Linked DNA regions of Pan troglodytes: region 1 is linked to region 2. A link is a contact called in public capture Hi-C data. All regions are on one chromosome and are shown on one strand. The core of a region is the stretch at or near the end of the contact, and the rest is flanking DNA. Distances in the headings are between cores, read along the strand shown. Region 1 overlaps PRUNE2 (prune homolog 2 with BCH domain). Region 2 has its middle 38 kb from the start of GCNT1.

Region 1 (2,700 bases), core at 112-2,611, 260 kb before region 2:
ACTAATGAAGGTCAAGAAACAAATCAGTGGGAACAAGAAAAATCATACCTAGGTGAGATGACAAATTCAAGCATTGCCACAGAAAATTTTCCTGCTGTCAGTTCTCCCACCCAACTGATAACGAAGCCAGGCTCTGAATGGGATGGCTCTACCCCAAGTGAGGACTCCCGAGGTACCTTTGTGCCAGATATTTTACATGGCAACTTTCAAGAGGGTGGGCAGCTGGCCTCTGCCGCGCCTGACTTGTGGATAGATGCTAAGAAGCCCTTCAGTTTGAAAGCAGATGGTGAGAATCCTGATATCCTGACGCACTGCGAACATGACAGCAATTCTCAGGCTTCCGACAGCCCTGATATATGTCACGATTCTGAAGCAAAGCAAGAGACTGAGAAGCACCTCAGTGCTTGCATGGGACCTGAAGTGGAATCCAGTGAGCTTTGTCTCACTGAGCCAGAGATAGATGAAGAACCCATTTATGAGCCTGGACGGGAGTTTGTCCCATCCAATGCAGAACTCGATTCTGAAAACGTAACTCTGCTGCCTCCAATTGGCTATCAAGCAGACATAAAGGGCTCCTCTCAGCCCACCTCTCATAAAGGTTCACCTGAACCTTCTGAAATAAACGGTGACAACAGTACAGGTTTACAAGTATCAGAAAAAGGAGCCAGCCCAGATATGGCACCAATTTTGGAACCAGTTGACAGAAGAATCCCAAGGATTGAAAATGTGGCAACTAGCATTTTTGTAACTCACCAAGAGCCAACTCCAGAAGGTGACAGTTCTTGGATATCAGACAGCTTTTCTCCTGAAAGTCAGCCTGGTGCAAGAGCTTTGTTTGATGGTGATCCACATTTATCCACAGAGAATCCTGCCTTGGTTCCTGATGCTTTGTTAGCCTCAGACACTTGTCTGGATATAAGCGAAGCTGCCTTTGACCACAGTTTCAGCGATGCCTCAGGTCTCAACACATCCACGGGAACAATAGATGACATGAGTAAACTGACATTATCCGAAGGCCATCCGGAAACGCCAGTTGATGGGGACCTAGGGAAGCAAGATATCTGCTCATCTGAAGCCTCGTGGGGTGATTTTGAATATGATGTAATGGGCCAGAATATCGATGAAGATTTACTGAGAGAGCCTGAACACTTCCTGTATGGTGGTGACCCTCCTTTGGAGGAAGATTCTCTGAAGCAGTCGCTGGCACCGTACACACCTCCCTTTGATTTGTCTTATCTCACAGAACCTGCCCAGAGTGCTGAAACAATGGAGGAAGCTGGGTCTCCAGAGGATGAATCTCTGGGATGCAGAGCAGCAGAGATAGTGCTTTCTGCACTTCCTGATCGAAGAAGTGAGGGAAACCAGGCTGAGACCAAAAACAGACTGCCTGGATCCCAGCTGGCTGTGCTGCATATTCATGAAGACCCTGAGTCCGTTTATTTGCCGGTAGGAGCAGGCTCCAACATTTTGTCTCCATCAAACGTTGACTGGGAAGTAGAAACAGATAATTCTGATTTACCAGCAGGTGGAGACATAGGACCACCAAATGGTAAGAAACATTCCATTCTTCCACTTCCAAGAAACTGCCGCGTTGATTAAACTAGTGCATATTTGTAAGACACACTCTTCCTACCAATGAGGGTAGAGAGGAAACTAACTACATTTGCAAGGCATGCCTCACTAAGTCCTGTATTATAACAGCAGTAAAATCTAGTGCATATGTAATACCTATTCCTGATAGTGCACGAGAAAATCGAATGACTCTACAAAATAAAAATATTTTCTAGCTGGGCGCGGTGGCTCACGCCTGTAATCTCAGCACTTTGGGAGGCCAAGGAGGGGGGATCACCTGATGTCAGGTGTTCGGGACCAGCCTGGGCAGCATGGTGAAACCCCATGTCTACTAAAAATACAAAAATTAGCTGGGCGTGGGGGCAGGCGCCTGTAGTCCCAGCTACTCGGGAGGCTGAGGCAGAAGAATAGCTTGAAACCAGGAGGTGGAGGTTGCAGTGAGCCGAGATCACACCATTGCACTCTATCCTGGGTGACAGAGCGGGACTCTGTCTCAAATGAATGAATAAATAAATAACTAAAATATATAAAAAATATTAAGTTACCTCTTTTAGATGATCATTTGCAAGGATCACAAATCACACAATGTGTTAATTAAACCTTGTTCTCCTCTTCTCACTTTCAACTTCCACTTCTAGGTGCCAGCAAGGAAATAACAGAATTGGAAGAAGAAAAAACAATTCCTACCAAAGAGCCTGAGCAGATAAAATCAGAATACAAGGAAGAAAGATGTACAGAGAAGAATGAAGATCGTCATGCACTACACATGGATTACATACTTGTAAACCGTGAAGAAAATTCACACTCAAAGCCAGAGACCTGTGAAGAAAGAGAAAGCATAGCTGAATTAGAATTGTACGTAGGTTCCAAAGAAACAGGGCTGCAGGGAACTCAGTTAGCAAGCTTCCCAGACACATGTCAGCCAGCCTCCTTAAATGAAAGAAAAGGTCTCTCTGCAGAGAAAATGTCTTCTAAAGGCGATACGAGATCATCTTTTGAAAGCCCTGCACAAGACCAGAGTTGGATGTTCTTGGGCCATAGTGAGGTTGGTGATCCATCACTGGATGCCAGGGACTCAGGGCCTGGGTGGTCTGGCAAGACTGTGGAGCCATTCTCTGAACTCAGCTT
Region 2 (2,700 bases), core at 64-2,563:
TTAGTTAATTTAATATCTATAGAAACAATGCTAATGACTGGCTTGCTGTTAATAAATACGTGGGTAAATCTCTGTTCAGGGCTCTCAGCTCTGAAGGCTGTGAGACCCCTGATATCCAACTTCACACCTTTATATTTCTGTGTGTGTGTCTTTAATTCCTCTAGCACCACTGGGTTAGGGTCTCCCCAACCGAGCTGGTCTTCACAGGCGGGGTTTCACCATGTTGGCCAGGCTCATCTCGAACTCCTGAGCTCAAGTGATCCGCCTACCTTGGCCTCCCAAATTGCTGGGGTTACAGGCATGAGCCATTGAACCTGGCCTCTATTTCAAAATATATCCAGATTAGGATCCCTTTTACCCATCTCCATTGCTACCACCTTGGGCCATGCTACTGCTGTATCTCACCTGACATCTCCTGCTTCCTCTCATGCCCCACATACAGCCTGGGATTACAGGCATGAGCCACTGAGCCTGGCCAGTGTTTGTTTTGTTTTAAATCCATTTTGGCTTTAGTATATTCCCAACATCTGTAAAAGTGCTTGGCTCAAAGTAGGAGGAGCTCAATAATATTTGATGAATAAATAAGAGAATAAATGAATGAATACTTTATCTTCATATGGTACTTTGTAACTTAAGAACCATTTTCACATTTCTCTTACTACTTCTGATAATCGGATAATCAGATAAAACCACTGTGTTAGTTTCTTTCTTTCTTTTTTGAGATGGAGTCTCACTCTGTCGCCCAGGCTGGAGTGCAGTGGCATGATCTTGGCTCACTGCAACCTCTGCCTCACAGGTTCAAGTGGTTCTCCTGCCTCAGCCTCCCAAGTAGCTGGGATTACAGACGCCTACCACCAAGCCCAGCTAATTTTTGTATTTTTAGTAGAGACAGGGTTTTGCCATGTTGGCCAGGCTGGTCTCGAACTCCTGACCTCAAGTGATCCGCCCACCTCAGCCTCCCAAAGTGCTTGGATTACAGGCATGAGCCATGGCGCCTGGTCACAACTGTGTTAGTTTCTTATTGCTGCTGTAACAAACTACCACACACAGCATGGCTATAAGCAACACAAATTTATTTTCTTACCGTTCTGTAGGTCAGAAGTCTGAAGCAGGTCTCACTGGCCTAAAATCGAGGTGTCAGCAGAACCGTGTTTCTTTCTGGGAGCTTTAGAGGAAAATCTATTTCCTTGCCATTTCTAGCTTCTCGAAGCCACTCTCATTCATTGACTGTGGGCCTTCCTCCGGCTTCAAAACCAGCAATGGTCAGTTAAGTCCTTCTCAGATGAAGTCACTGTGACCTCTGCTTCTGCCTTCACATCCCCTGAGCCAGAGCTGGTGAAGAGAGGTGTCTCTGAGTCACACTGTGCGAATTGCCATGGAACAGAGTTAAGCTGTTTTCACGTTGATCCGTATCACAAGTGAGTGTTTTCCCCAGCTCTGAGTCAGTCTTTCTTTTTAAATCCAAAACCATATTATTAAGTTTTTAAAAAATCATGATTGCTTTACTTCTTCAGGTTTCAGGTTTCTCAGACGTAAAACCTTAAAACAGAAATGAATACCTGATGATTGCATTCCAGTTGTCTGCATTACCCATTAAGAGTCTCTGACCTTTTCTGGTCCCAGGAAACCTCAAAGAATAATACTGCATTTTCCACTTCATAGGCCTTAATGGGAGCAGGACTGTGGAAGGTGACACTGCGGCTTCTCCCTCCTTAACAGTTCACCTATGGTCTGTCTGGTATGACTCACACTTTCTTTGTGTCTCAAATTTCCCACATACGAAACAGATACTATGATGAAAATATAGCCCATTTAATTATGTGAAGTGTTTTGAACAAAATTGTTATAATGTGGACTTTTTGTACATCATCTAGTCTGATGGTTCTCACCATTGCTACCCATTGGAATTACTTATGGAACCTTAACAAATCCTGATGCTGGCTGAGAGTGGTGGTGGCTCATGCCTGTAATCCCAGCACTTTGAGAGGCCAAGGCAGGCAGATCACCTGAAGTCAGGAGTTTGAGACCAGCCTGGCCAACATGGTAAAACCCCGTCTCTACTAAAAATAAAAAAATTAGCCGGGCATGATGGTGGGCACCTGTAGTCTCAGCTACTCTGGAGGCTGAGGCAGGAGAATTGCTTGAGGCCGGGAGGCGGAGGTTGCAGTGAGCTGAGATCGCGCCACTGCACTCCAGCCTGGGTGACAGAGCAAGACTTCGTCTCAAACAACAACAAAAATCCTGATGCCTAGGTCCTGCACCAAGGATTCTGATGTGATTGCTATGGAATGTGACCTAGGCATAGGCTTTTTTTTTTTTTTTTTTTCGAGATGGAGTCTCTCTTTGTTGCCCAGGCTGGAGTGCAGTGGTGTGATCTTGGCTCACTGCAATCTCCGCCTCCCGGGTTCAAGCAATTTTTCCTACCTCAGCCTCCTCAGTAGCTGGGATTACAGGCATGCACCACCATGCCCAGCTAATTTTTGTATTTTTAGTAGAGATGGGGTTTCACCATGTTGGTCAGGCTGGTCTTGATCTCCTGACTTTGTGATCCACCCGCCTCAACCTCCCAAAGTGCTGGGATTACAGGCATGAGTCACTGCACCCGGCAGGCATAGGCATTTTTAAAAGCTCCCCAGCTGATTCTAATGTGCAACCAAGTCTGGGACCCGGGAAGACTCCTCTTAGGTAGCTCTAAACAAG

The links. Capture Hi-C pulls out chosen DNA fragments and counts their contacts.
Region 1: a capture Hi-C map of stem cell-derived neural stem cells shows a contact between it and region 2, with 3 times the contacts expected there. The contact joins two enhancer-like sites. A contact is called at or near these places in 4 of 7 Hi-C or Micro-C datasets (blood, induced pluripotent stem cells and stem cell-derived neural progenitor cells), 1 of 1 datasets of contacts at active chromatin or transcription factors (stem cell-derived excitatory neurons) and 1 of 1 other capture datasets (stem cell-derived neural stem cells).

The regions. Positions count from the first base shown.
Region 1 is chr11:67,191,467-67,194,166 of NHGRI_mPanTro3-v2.0_pri, reverse strand. It overlaps PRUNE2 (prune homolog 2 with BCH domain), which reads left to right. Exons shown (of 17, transcript XM_063787780.1): 8 at 1-1,549; 9 at 2,211-2,700. Among named protein-coding and RNA genes, the nearest start is that of PRUNE2, 200 kb to the left of the region's middle. Within about 2 kb of position 1,361, at least 6 of the 24 cell types and tissues checked have an H3K27ac peak or open chromatin away from gene starts, as enhancers often do. A contact at or near this core is called in stem cell-derived neural stem cells, where this site is marked.
Region 2 is chr11:66,928,319-66,931,018 of NHGRI_mPanTro3-v2.0_pri, reverse strand. It overlaps a transcript of GCNT1 not described here. Among named protein-coding and RNA genes, the nearest start is that of GCNT1, 38 kb to the left of the region's middle. Within about 2 kb of position 1,313, at least 1 of the 24 cell types and tissues checked has an H3K27ac peak or open chromatin away from gene starts, as enhancers often do. A contact at or near this core is called in stem cell-derived neural stem cells, where this site is marked.